Linked DNA regions of Hordeum vulgare: region 2 is linked to region 1. The links are chromatin contacts, called in public Hi-C maps. All regions are on one chromosome and are shown on one strand. The core of a region is the stretch at or near the end of the contact, and the rest is flanking DNA. Distances in the headings are between cores, read along the strand shown. Region 1 holds the start of LOC123444148 (zinc finger protein BRUTUS-like). Region 2 holds the start of LOC123444151 (alpha/beta hydrolase domain-containing protein 17B).

Region 1 (6,581 bases), core at 2,224-4,723:
CCTCTATCTCTACTATCTCTACTAATTAAAAAATAAGTAGCATTCCTTTTCCTGCCAGGCAGAACTCTTCGTCGACCGATTCCCTCTTTCCCACCACATCCCTCCATCGTTTTTTTCATACAGCCGTTTTTTCTCACCACACCATATTTGACCGCACTTTCCCAGTATGCCCTCTCAAATCCACCTTTTGCAGCACTACATCAAATCCACCTTAATTAACTTACCTTTTGCAATAACGTGGAATTACGCCGCTCAGTTCCACGCAATATTTGACCACACATTCCCGTATGCCGCTCAATCACATTAATTTACTTAGCATGCATGACCCAGGCTATCAAATTATAATGGCGCCAAAGTCAAAATTTTAATCCTTGGTGCTTCACACCTGCCTCATGCCGTATAGGGTGGAATTACCCCCCCCCCCACCCACCACCACCACCACCTTATCACAGACCTAACCTTTATACTTCCTCCGTTCCTAAATATAAGACCTTTTAGATATTTCACTATAGACTACATACGGATGTATAGACATAGTTTAGAGTGTAGATTCATTCATTTTGCTCCGTATGTAGTCTATAATAGAATCTCTAAAAGGTCTTATATTTAGGAACGGAAGGAGTACATTACAATGGGACGGAGGGAGTGGTATATATACTACTTTAAAAAGACGTAAGGTTCCCTTTCCTGCCAGGCAGAACCCTTTGTCCAACCTTACGTACATTCCCCCTCCCTCTCTCAGTTTTGATTTTCCCCCCTCCTATATCTGGGTTTTTTTCCACCGGTTTTACTTGAAAACCGTCTTACCTGTCTCACCTTTTATTGACTTACCAAATAAAATTATGTTTTCTTTGGTAAACCAATAAGTTCTTACCAAATAAAATCCTAATGATTACTGTATTTAGGTAGGAAAATCACGGGCAGGATTTGATAAACATTTATTTATACAATCACATTAATGTGGGAAGGTAAATCGCAGGCTAACGTGCTAGAATATTTGTATCTCGTTGCAACGCACGGGCAACTATCTAGTGTACATCAAATATCCTTAGAGAATCCCCTTTACGTTAGATGTATAAAGTATTGTCTATATGCAGCCCGTGTAGGTGCATAGGCTGATGACTGGTTTGTTTGAATGGGGATCCACATATAAGGTAAACACTTCTGATCAGAACATGCAGTCTGGGTTTTCAAAAATGCAGAATAAGAGTAATACAGTCCAAGCCTTCATGACACCGAGAGCTGTGTGACCCTTTAATTAGAATACAGAAACTGGCAATGGCGACAGAGTAGCAACTAGAGGACCAGATCAGTCCCACTACCATCACTTCTCTGTTTCCACCTATCATTATTGACAACAAGATAATAACGGTAAAGTATATCACAAAACCTCTCAAAATACTTGAAGTAAAAGTTTGCCAGCTTGATTTGCCGTCCTATAACAGTTAGCACCATAGCAAAGGAGATCGTGACCGTTCGAATGTTCTAAGAAAGGCAAGCAAGTTGGACAGCCTAGTAATAAGATGTTTTTGCTAAGGACTTCTCCACACAATGACAACAACAGAGCACCCTAACAAAATGCCTAATAAGAGCACGAACAGACATTAAGAACAACTTTTCAATGGTGACATTGTCATAGAATCCACTTGCCTTAGAAAAAAATAGTTCAAACATAAGAGATTGAGCAGCATACTGTTTTCGTTATCTAGACGGATATGAACTGATTAATATGATAACAGGCCATTTAAAAAGGAAATATGGTACTGACCTGCTCTTCTTCCTTGGACATATGCTGGGTGAGGCACGTTTGTATGGCTCCTGTGCAGGATGCAAGTTCCCTCCGAAGAGCATCGTCATTTTGTATATCGAGTTGTAATAAAGCAAGAAGCTGGGTAAAGAGGTCATTTTCGCCTTTATGCTCTAGAGAATAAGTCCCAGCGACATTCTTGACTCGAATATCAAGTGCTGGAAAGATAACCTGCAATTGTCAAAACAAAAAGTATCAGCATGTTTTTAATTAAAAAATATGGTATGAAGAACTCTCAACTAATCTGCACAATATTTCTAAATAGCAAAGCATAAACAATAAAGCATTAGAACGATAGATTACCAAAACAGATTTGAACAAGCAACTATGACGGCTCTTCCCATGAAAAAATGGTCAAGGTAAAGAAGTTTACAACAGCACTAGTGATTTTGTGCTACAAAACAGAACCTCTATTTTTGCAGCAATTGAAGGAAAATAGGACATTAAGGTGCATTTCTTGTCAGTTAGAAACTCTGCCACTCAACAATAGTGATGATCTATTATCATTCTGCAGGGTAACAAGATTTAAGCAAAACAATGTTGAAGAATCTGACCTCCATTAGCCCCTGACTCTAACAGGTTGAAACTAAGAAAGCGCTATCCGACTCCATCCAATATATATGATTGATGTAAAAGTTATGTTGTGCTCCAATGAAAGTGAGAAAACATCACCATGGAAGCAAGACAGAGAAAGCCTCACATGATGATGTCAATATCAAAGTTACCATTGTGGTTTCAATTGAACGGAGGCTTTTGCATCACGGCTTATACGATTTGAGCATCATCTCGTTATGTCAACATCAGAAGCCAGAAGGACAAAAAGTGCGACCAATTATTCATGTGAGCATGGGCTGATTCAGCCAAACAATCTTATACTGTCCAGTGCTGCATCAAAAGCTACCCGTAAGAAGATTCAACATCATGGCATGGAGTCCACCGGATTCAGATCCTAACAGTGGTCGAAGGATTCAATCCCAATCCCGCCCAGCTCCTTCAGGCCGAAGGGAACAATTCCGCAACCCTAAACCCAAAACAGCACCGATACTCGTACGCGCCCACGCATCTCCATAGTCCATACCCCCCAAATTCACACCAGCTACAGGGAGGGGAAACATGGGAAAACGAAATGCCTCAAACAAAACGGAGCTGTGCGGAGGGGCAGCAGCCGTACCGCGTCCTCGGCGTCGCAGTGGTGCTTGTAGATGTTGACGAAGAAGCGGCAGCGCTCGGCCAGCGCGTCCACGTCGCCGGCGCGCTCCGTGGCGAGGCGCACGGCGGCGCCGTGCAGGCCCTCGAGCTCGGCGCGGATCGCCTTGTGGAAGTAGAGGAATATCAGCATCGGCGCCTCGGCCGCCGACCCCGCGGCCGCCGCCGGCGGGGGCGGCGACAACGGCATCACCGCGGCGAGCGTCCCCTCGCCGGCCATGGGCGTGGGCGTCGCCATCCGCTGCCTACGGCGGGCCCGACGACTCCGCCACGGCTCTGAGCGCGCGCGCCTAGGGTGTTCGTGCTCGCTTCGGTTGGCCTCGTCTCAGCCTGTGGAGAGGGAAGAGGAATGGATTTGGCGTCGCGCTGGCTTCTGCGGGGGGTCTCTCTCGCTCGCCGTGCTGAATTTATTTTTGTTTTCCCCTCTTCTTGTCCTGTGTCTGTGTGTGGTTTATTTTTCTACCTAGGAGAAGACTAGGTTGAGGAGACGCTCTTCTTCTTTATGTAGTTATTGTTTTTTTAGTATTCTCGGTGTTTGATTAGGCCTTCTAGGATGAAATGCTGATACGTATAATTTTTTTTGGCCTTCTAGGATGAAATGCTGATATAATATTTTTTTGGCCTTATTTGTCCTCTGTGTGATTATTTTTATAACCTAGGTTGTGGAGACAGTTCCAACTGTTTGTTCTGAATATTTTAAATACTTATTTGGTTAGGCTTTCTAAAATTGCAACTAACTTATAATTGAAGCAGGAAAGAACTAGGAAATCTGAAATAGAATGAACCCACTTGAAAGGGACTATTTTCACGGATTTGTGCCATTTGTCCTTGGGGGGAATGAACGCGTGAAAAGGCATAATGTGGGTTACAACATCAATTAAGCATGAACAAAATTAGGCGTATTGTTTTGGTAAAAAAATATACTCCCTTCGTCCGGAAATACTTGTCCTAGAGATGAATGTATCTAGACTTATTTTCTAGAGATGAATGTATCTAGACTTATTTTAGTTATAGATACATCCATTATATACATTTTTAGGACAAATATTTCCGGACGAAGAGAGTAATAAACAACAAAAGTGCTCCATCAGTGAAAATTTTGATTCACACAAGGTGTAAGACTCCGGAAACTTTGTTTGGCTAGCATACGGAATAATCTTCTAGATTCAAATGAATTGCGAGTCCACAAGGGTCATGTGACATAGCAAACTAATTGTACTTGAACAATCAAGCACAATGTTTTTTACATTGAAAATTGTATTGGACGCTAAAATACCGATGAAATCTACGACTTCTTTTAAGGACACATAAGATTAACTCCTTCAGCAAAATCTAGAAATTTCATAAGCTTGTCACAAATCCATACCATGTGTGACCAACAAGAACAAATTTTGGGAAAGCCCATGATCTTGCTTGCAGTTCATATCTACTTTTTCGAAATTAACCCGAGAGAGAAGGAGGAGAGAGGTGGATTGTATGCGAACCATGACGGGGTTAGGGGCAACCAGCGGCACGCCTCCCGCGCTGCCTGCTCTTTCAAGCCAAACGTGTTGATATCGCCGACCATTGCCTCGTCGCGAGAGAAGTGAGGGGGAGGGAGATGGGGGCGCAATGGTGGGGCTATGGTGGCATGGGTTCCTTCTTGTCTATGTGGGGGTGCGAGCGGAACCGCTAAATCTTGGGGCAGTGTGGGTGTCTTGTCAGTGTGGTGCATCTCGAAGACAACAAGCACGCAACAAGCTGACACGCCGCCCCGGACTTTGAACAACACAAGCCCATCGTTTGGGGGACCGGGCTACGGAGCCCACACCCCGGGTGGGTCCCACCACGTGGTCGTTGCCCTCGGCGCTCACAACACCCTATTTCTATAAAGCATAGTGTCTTTAAGGACGGTGCCCTTATATGAATACTTCATTACTTGAGCAATATTTAAAACAACTTGATTTCTTCTCTTTTCCACGTGATTAAACATTTGCATTTAAAACTGATGCCAACTTGAATGCTTCTTATTCTCATAGTTTCTTTCTTTCTCCTCCTGCTCGTGTGTTCCTTGCCTTTCCACCTACTCCGGCGCCTCCGCTCCCTCTTCTCTCTGCCAGCTTCGCCCTCCTTCTCCACCATGTCTATATAGCTTCCGTGTTTGCATACACATTGGTTGTTAGCTTGTATCGAGTTAGATACCGGAGGATACATTCTGTATGGAGGCGATGTGGTCTCAGATTTTTCTTCATACCTCTGCGTAAGCACCGAGCTCCTCGACGGCCGATCCATAAAAGTGGTATTTAAAAGTGAAAAGGACGTGGATGTCGCCTAGAGGGGGGGGTGAATAGGCGCTTTAAAATAGTTAAGGTTTAGGCTTGAACAAATGCGGAATAAAACTAACGTTTAATATGTCAAGCACAAAACCTACAAACAACTAGGCTCACCTATGTGCACCAACAACTTATGCTAAGCAAGATAAACAACTAAGTGATAGCAAGATATATTACAATAAACAATATGTCTATCACAAAGTAAAGTGCATAAGTAAAGGGTTCGGGTAAGAGATAACCGAGGCACGGGGAGACGATGATGTATCCCGAAGTTCACACCCTTGCGGATGCTAATCTCCGTTAGAGCGGTGTGGAGGCACAATGCTCCCCAAGATGCCACTAAGGCCACCGTAATCTCCTCACGCCCTCGCACAATGCAAGATGCCGTGATTCCACTAAGGGACCCTTGAGGGCGGTCACCGAACCCGTACAAATGGCAACCCTTGGGGGCGGTCACCGAACCCGTACAAATGGCAACCCTTGGGGGCGGTCACCGAACCCGTACAAATGGCAACCCTTGGGGGCGGTCACCGAACCCGTACACGTGGCAACCCTTGGGGGCGGTTACCGGTACCCGTACAAATTGCTCGGGGCAATCTCCACAACCTTATTGGAGACCCCGACGCTTCCCGGAGCTTCACACCACAATGATTGAGCTCCGAGACACCACCAAGCTTCTAGGACGCCAAAGCATCCACGAAGAACAATATCAAGGGTACTAAGTACCAAAGGTAGTAAGCTTCTCAACTTCTCACTTCCACGTATCACCGTGGAGAACTCAAACCGATGCAACTAATGCAATGGCAAGAACACACGAAGTGATCAAGTCCCTCACACTCAAATCCCTCCACAACAACAAAAGCTATGGAGAAATATGAGAGGAAGAACAAGGAGCTCACAAAGAACTCCAAGATCAAGATCCAAGGGGTTCCCCTCACATAGAGGAGAAATTGATTGGTGGAGATGTGGATCTAGATCTCCTCTCTCTTTTCCCTCAAGAACAAGCAAGAATCATTGGAGGGATAGAGAGTAATCAAGCTCTAAGAATGTCAACAATGGAGATAGAACAAGAGCTCAACAGATGGATAAGGCAAGGGGGAAGAAGACCCCCTTTATATAGTGGGGGGAAGAATCAGACCGTTACCCCCACTCTCTGCCCGAGCTCCAGCGGTACTACCGCTGGCTGCAGCGGTACTACCGCTGGCACTCCAGCGGTACCACCGCTGTCACTCCAGCGGTACTACCGCCAGCTAGCG
Region 2 (6,523 bases), core at 1,896-4,395, 270 kb after region 1:
GATATGAGTGCCTCTGACAGTGTACCAGGATGTGCAATGATCTAGCATGACATGTATTCAGCTTATGAATTTTGGTGGCCTTGCCACAAATGCTATTATGAATGGTGGCTTTGCCATAAATACGATGCCAGCTCTATATGATCATGCAAAGCAATACTATGATGAACGAACAATTCATGAGAAGTGACGATGAAATTTGCATGGCAGTATATCTCAGAATGGCTATGGAAATGGCATAATAGGTAGGTATGGTGACTGTTTTTAGGAGGATATAATAAGGATTATGTTCAACATAGTGTATCATGTCACGGGGTTTGGATGCACAGGCGGAAGTTGCACCAATCCTTGAGGTGAGAATAGGCTATGCGCGGTACTAGAGAGGCTAGCAAGTAGGAGGAGGTGAGATTGCATATGTCCATTGTGTCACATTAGTCACAAAGAACTCATATACTTATTGCAAAGTTTTATTAGTCTTATCACAAATCAAAGTACTACTCGCATGCCCCGAGGGAGAGGGTTGGTAGGAATTAACCATCGCGTGACTCCGACTCGAAACAACACTAGGTTTTCAACGAGGAATAGAAATGCTCCCACATCATCATCATGCCCTTTTCATTTTTCAGATGTTCAAGAAGTTTTAACATATCTTAATATCAAAACCTCTCTGAATTAATAGTTATGCACTGACACCTTTTCATATCACCACATCAATATCATTAACCATAATTTCTCTATATGTGCTACATGATGGTTTTAATTATCACTTATTGAACACTCATTATTTTTGATCTAGTCTTATGACCCATGCAAGTTACCGTCACTATTTTTCCAGATATCAAACAAATATAAGTGAAGAACGAGAGCGTATTATTTCTATAAAATCTACACGCCGTCGTGCTCAAAAAGATATAAGTGAAGTACTAGAGCAACTGCTAAGCTCAAAAGGTATAAGTGAATCACATAGAGTAATATAACAAATCATGATGATGGTCTCTCTCTCTCAAATAGGTGCGTCCATAAAACAATGATTGTGGAAGAACAAAGAAGAACACCAAAAACTCCAAGAACAAGATTCAAGGGGTTCCCCTCACTTAGTGGAGAAAGTGATTGGTGGAAATGTGGATCTAGATCTCCTCTCTCTTTTCCCTCAAAAAGGAGCAAGAATCATTACAGGGATTGAGAGTTAGCAAGCTCGAAGAAGGTCAAGAATGAGGAAAGTCAACGGATAAGAACCATTGGGAAAGAAGACCCTCTTTATATAGTGGAGGAAAAAATCCAACCGTTACCCTCATTTACAACCCGAGCAAAGCGATACTATCACTGCTAGGAGCGGTACTACCGCTGCCCGGTGCGGTACTACCGCACGCATGGTAGTGGCAGAGGGAGGAACTACTGCACGAGGCAACGAGCGGTAGAACCGCCGGAGCGGCACTACCGCACGCCCTTACGGTACTACCGCAGGGTAGTATCCAACTGCCACAGGAGGTACACGGAAGTAAAAAATTATGCTCAGGCTACGACTGTGTAAAAATCCGACACGGTAGTACCGGACATGGTTGCGGTACTACCGTCTGAGAACGGTGGTAAAAAACTACGCCCGCTCTTTACATAGCGAAAGTACCGACCAAGCTTGTTGGATTCAGGACGACAAGAGTTATCCAAACAGCGAGGAAATCTTAAGAACATACAGTTATGAAAAATGTCAATGATATAGAGATGTTTTTGTTGTTGTTGCAAAATCGCCTCCGACGTCTACATTAATATACGCAGTAGGTCATCTAGTTCCACATAATACGCCAAATTAGCCCCCTCAACCCGATTTAATTTATGTGTTAAAACCCCAGTTTAATTTTCATTTAGCCTCCTCTTAACCTTAAATAAATCTCGTTGAAGCTCGGGCGATGTGTTGGATACGTGATTTTTGCCGGGAGAATCCCCAGTCAATTGCGAGAGCTTTGTTTTTGTTGTTGTCGGAAAACCGCCTCCGATATCTGCAGTATTATACGCAGCAGGTCATCTAGTTCCACATAATACACCAAATTAGCCCCCTGAAGCCGGTTTAATTTATGTGTTAAAAACCCGGTTTAATTTTCATTTAGCCTCCTCTTAATCTTAAATAAATCTCGTTGAAGCTCGGCAGCCGTGTTGGATACGTGGTTTTTGCCGGGTGAATCGGGCGTAGGTAGCGCGGCAGATGGGTGACGAGTCCCAGCCAAACTCGTTGGTCAACCTCCTCGTGACCTGGTCTCCCATGCCCATCACGCCCCGCCGCGATATGATGCCGCATCTCCTGTTTCCTTGCCCTGCCTTCATCATCATGGATCAATTCAAAAGCGAACAACGGGGGATACGGACGGAGAGACCGATTCCTATCCAACCCGCAGCAGCAGGAGAAAGAACGATTGATGATGATTCGGTTCAAAAGAAAGAAAAGATTGATGATGATTGTTGCCGGAGGCAGCTGGTTGGGCGCGCTTTGGGCTCACCCGTCGGCGCATCGTATGTGCTTGACCTTGCGTGGGTGGCTTCGTGTGGGACAACTTCCCGGATGATTATGGACTGCTGGTGCCCATGGTTTGTTGATTTCGCCAAGTTTGTGTATGCGTAGGTTTATTTACATTTGCTCGAGCCGTCCCAATTAAGTGTAGGATACACTCCAAGCTCGAGCACATGCCCCGCACTGACGATGAAGCGCAGCGAGAGAGGGAAAGATAGACGAGTTCTTTACAAAAGGAGCCATACAGCTTGTCATGTACTGGTATGTTGCAGTCGTCATTCCTTTACACCCCCCTATCCCAAAGACAAACCTTTTCTTTTATCGGGAAACGAAAAAGGGTACCAGCCTTGCCATGTTCTCTCCCTTCAACGTAGCTGGACTCCTAGTTCTCTTCGTCCAGCCACCCCTAGTTCTCTAATCCATTTTGATTAGTACCAGTAAAAAAATACAGTTAAAGAGAAAGCAGGGAGAAATGTTTCACTAGTTGGCCACCCACCGTAGAGTCATAGAGACCATAGGCTACCACGACGACCACAGAATTGGCGGGCACGGCCTCAGCCGATCCGCCACATTCCGGTCCGGGTGAGTCCAACCGCTTCGCTCCTTCCGCTAAAATCTAAAGAAACCCCGAGCTAAATCCAGCGCTAGGATTAAACGCGCTCGCCAGGAAAAAAGCTCGCTCCAGCGAGTGAGTGAGCTCCCACCTCCCTCCCCCCTCCTCTCTGCTCCCACCACCACCACCACCACCAAACCCTCCGATCCAAACCCTCCTCCACCTCGCATGCCGCCGCGCGCCCCGAGGCGGCGGCGTAGCTGACCACACCGCGCCTCCCGGAGCCCGCCGACGTCATGGGCGGGGTGACGTCCACCATCGCCGCGCGCTTCGCCTTCTTCCCGCCCACGCCGCCCTCCTACACGGTCGTCGCCGACGCGGCCACCGGCCGCCTCCTCATCCCCGAGATCTCTCGCCCCCCCGCGCGCCGCCGGAGGCGGGACGGCGGCGGGGACTCCTCCTCCGCCGCCGCCGCCGAGGAGGAGGACGCCACGGAGGTGGTGCGCCTCCGCACGCGCCGCGGGAACGAGATCGTCGCCGTCTACGTGCGCCACGCGCGGGCCTCCGCCACGCTGCTCTACTCCCACGGCAACGCTGCCGACCTCGGCCAGATGTACGGCCTCTTCGTCGAGCTCAGCCGCCGCCTCCGCGTCAACATTTTCGGGTAATGCGCCCCTTCCCCCCCGCATCACTCCGCTTCATTCTTGCGGCTGCTACTTCTAAACCGGAGTTGCTCGCTAGTGAGAAGGTTTCCATTGGGGGAAACTTCCGGGAGACGTTTGGGAAAGGTGCGTACTGGAGTAGTAAATAGATATTTGGTGTGCATTTATTATTAGTACTATTAGATTCGGCGTGCCTATTTCTGATTGGTTGCTGCAATCTTGCAAAAAAGGGGGTTTCTCTATTTTGTTCGGGGTAAATTCTCAATGAATCACCTTATATTTAGGTAGTACTTCACTGCTGCAGATCCTCTTATCTAGGCTCAAATTTTTGAATTGCACAGGAAAAACAACTTAGTTTTTTGCGGGAAAAAGAACCTAGTTGCTAGTATTAACTGCGGATGAAATTCAGCTGTATTTGCTGGTAGCAAGATACCACGTTTCCGGTTCCAGTTACTGTTTAGCACTATGTAATCTGTCCAACCATGAAAATTATCTTTGTATTGCTGTCCAAAATTGCGACACCCTCAACGTATTTTCGGTTCTTGTTTTTGGTGTTAAGGGACACACCGTATCCGTCCGTTAGTTTAGAAAACATCGACCTTATTTCTAGGATTGGATGGATTTCAGAATACATGAGCGGTTTCCTTGTAGGCATGCTGTATGTGCTACAGCAGGAATTTTGTAACTTAAGTTTAATAGTTCCAGGCTATCTCTTGTTAGTTATACCGTTATACGGTAAGAATGGAGCTGAAGTACTGTACCCGACATTGTGGGTGTGCCAAAGAAATAAGATAATGTATTTTGTGGAGGTAGCTTGGATCTGACACAAGAAGCCTTTTGAATGATGAGGAGATGGTATGTTGTATTTCGAGGCATAATTAGTGGGTCTGTCTAGTGGATCACCAATGTACCTAATGATTGGAATTACGCAGACGTATGTGCATCAATTATGGATCCCAAGACCCCCTCCCCCACCCCAAATACGCGCGCGCACACACATGACATATTATAGTTTTCCCTTTATGCTCGTGCTTGATTTTTGTTCAAAGTTAGTACCCTACACAAGAATATGTTTCCCTCCTGATATCCATCTTAATAGACCCCATATGTATGTGTTGCAGGTATGATTATGCTGGTTATGGGAGGTCTACAGGGAAGGTATATTTGTGTTTGCTCTTTGCTGCTTCATCTTTTAACTTACGTAGCAATGCTAATCTTCTATGCAAGCATATCTTAATGGACAATTTATTCTTCCATTGAACAGCCCACTGAGTATAATACATATGCAGACATTGAAGCAGCATATAACTGCCTCAAGGAAAAATATGGTGTGCCAGATGAAGATATAATTTTGTATGGCCAGTCTGTTGGAAGTGGTCCAACCATAGATCTTGCTTCACGGTTGCCAAACTTGCGAGCTGTGGTTCTGCACAGTCCCATTTTATCCGGACTGAGAGTGCTATATCCAGTCAAAAAATCTTTTTGGTTTGACATTTACAAGGTAAATTCGATTTACCCCCTCCTCCCCAGAGTTGTGGTTGATCAATGGCTGATATATTTTCATCCACTTTGTAGAATGTCGACAAGATCAGCTTGGTAAATTGCCCGGTTCTTGTCATTCATGTAAGTTCTACTTTACCCTGCCCTCTTCTTTTTCAATACTGTCTGTCTCTTGCATTGCCTCTCTTGTGGGATAATTGGACTTGTAATACCACTACATTGAGAAGCTAAAGATAAATGATTCATTTGTAAATGCTCACTAAGCCAAGTATGTGGAAGTTAAACAAAAATGAATCAAATGAACAATCAGATGTCGAACTTGCTGGGGTGATATAACATCTATCACCACAGTTTTTTACATCAGAATTTTAGTGCTTCAGTTGTCATAACTGAAACAATTATAATACTTATGCCAGGGCACGTCAGACGACGTTGTTGATTGGTCCCATGGAAAGCAGCTATGGGAGCTTTGCAAGGTGAAACATTCACCTCTGTGGCTAAGTGGCGGTGGGCACTGCAACCTTGAGCTGTATCCTGACTACATCAGGCACTTGAAGAAGTTTGTGTCGAGCCTTGGCAAAAAATCGACAAAACCTGACTTGAAAGAGTTACCAGCAACGGAAGACACTTCTCGTAAAGACGCAGAATCTGTATCCTCGGACAAACCGCAAGAAGCTGCAAAGTGCCGACAGATCTCGCGGAAGAGCTTAGATAGTAGAGTTGGGAAATCCAAAACAGTGGATGTTCCTGAAAAGCCACGAATGAGCTCAGATGACGTTGACAAGTTTAGGAGGAGAAGATGCTTGGTTTGGTGATCTATGATATGACGTCTGCACAGTTGATGGAGTAGTTTCCAAACACCATGGAACGGGAATCAAGCAACTGTGTCATACTGTATAGCGAGGAACGACGCCGACAGTTCCCGCAGTAGAGGGATAATAGCTGTTTAAATGTGGGAAAAGGAACCGGAAGCTGCTGAATAAACTGTTACGAGTATTTATCAAAGAGGGTACGTCTCAACATGGTAACTTTCTTGGTTAATTAACCTGTATCGCAACCCCCCAGTGGCAGTAGGATTCCCATCATGTAAAAGTGTACCGTTATTGTCTGTAATCACGGGGGACAGAGATAGAACATTTGCTGCCACAAGCAACAAATTCTAGTCTGGATATGCAAATATAGTGTTCATATGTTTTGTGGCTTCCAGGCACTGAGCTTCCCACTTATTACTTAGATTAGTGTCTCGTTCTACGCTTCATGATATAGGAGTATTACTTAGATTACTTAGAATCTGACTGTTGGGGCTGCAGA

What was found. Hi-C and Micro-C count contacts between places; a contact is called where the count stands out from the background.
Region 2: a Hi-C map of leaf shows a contact between it and region 1, with 4 times the contacts expected there. The contact joins the promoter of LOC123444151 here to the promoter of LOC123444148 in region 1.

What each region holds. Positions count from the first base shown.
Region 1 is chr3H:441,728,171-441,734,751 of MorexV3_pseudomolecules_assembly, forward strand. LOC123444148 (zinc finger protein BRUTUS-like) reads right to left here and starts at 3,474. Exons shown (of 14, transcript XM_045120772.1): 1 at 2,979-3,474; 2 at 1,769-1,978. The coding sequence starts at 3,251.
Region 2 is chr3H:441,995,849-442,002,371 of MorexV3_pseudomolecules_assembly, forward strand. It overlaps LOC123444151 (alpha/beta hydrolase domain-containing protein 17B), which reads left to right and starts at 3,146. Exons shown (of 5, transcript XM_045120779.1): 1 at 3,146-3,714; 2 at 4,834-4,870; 3 at 4,977-5,213; 4 at 5,288-5,335; 5 at 5,629-6,416. The coding sequence starts at 3,347. The coding sequence ends at 6,027.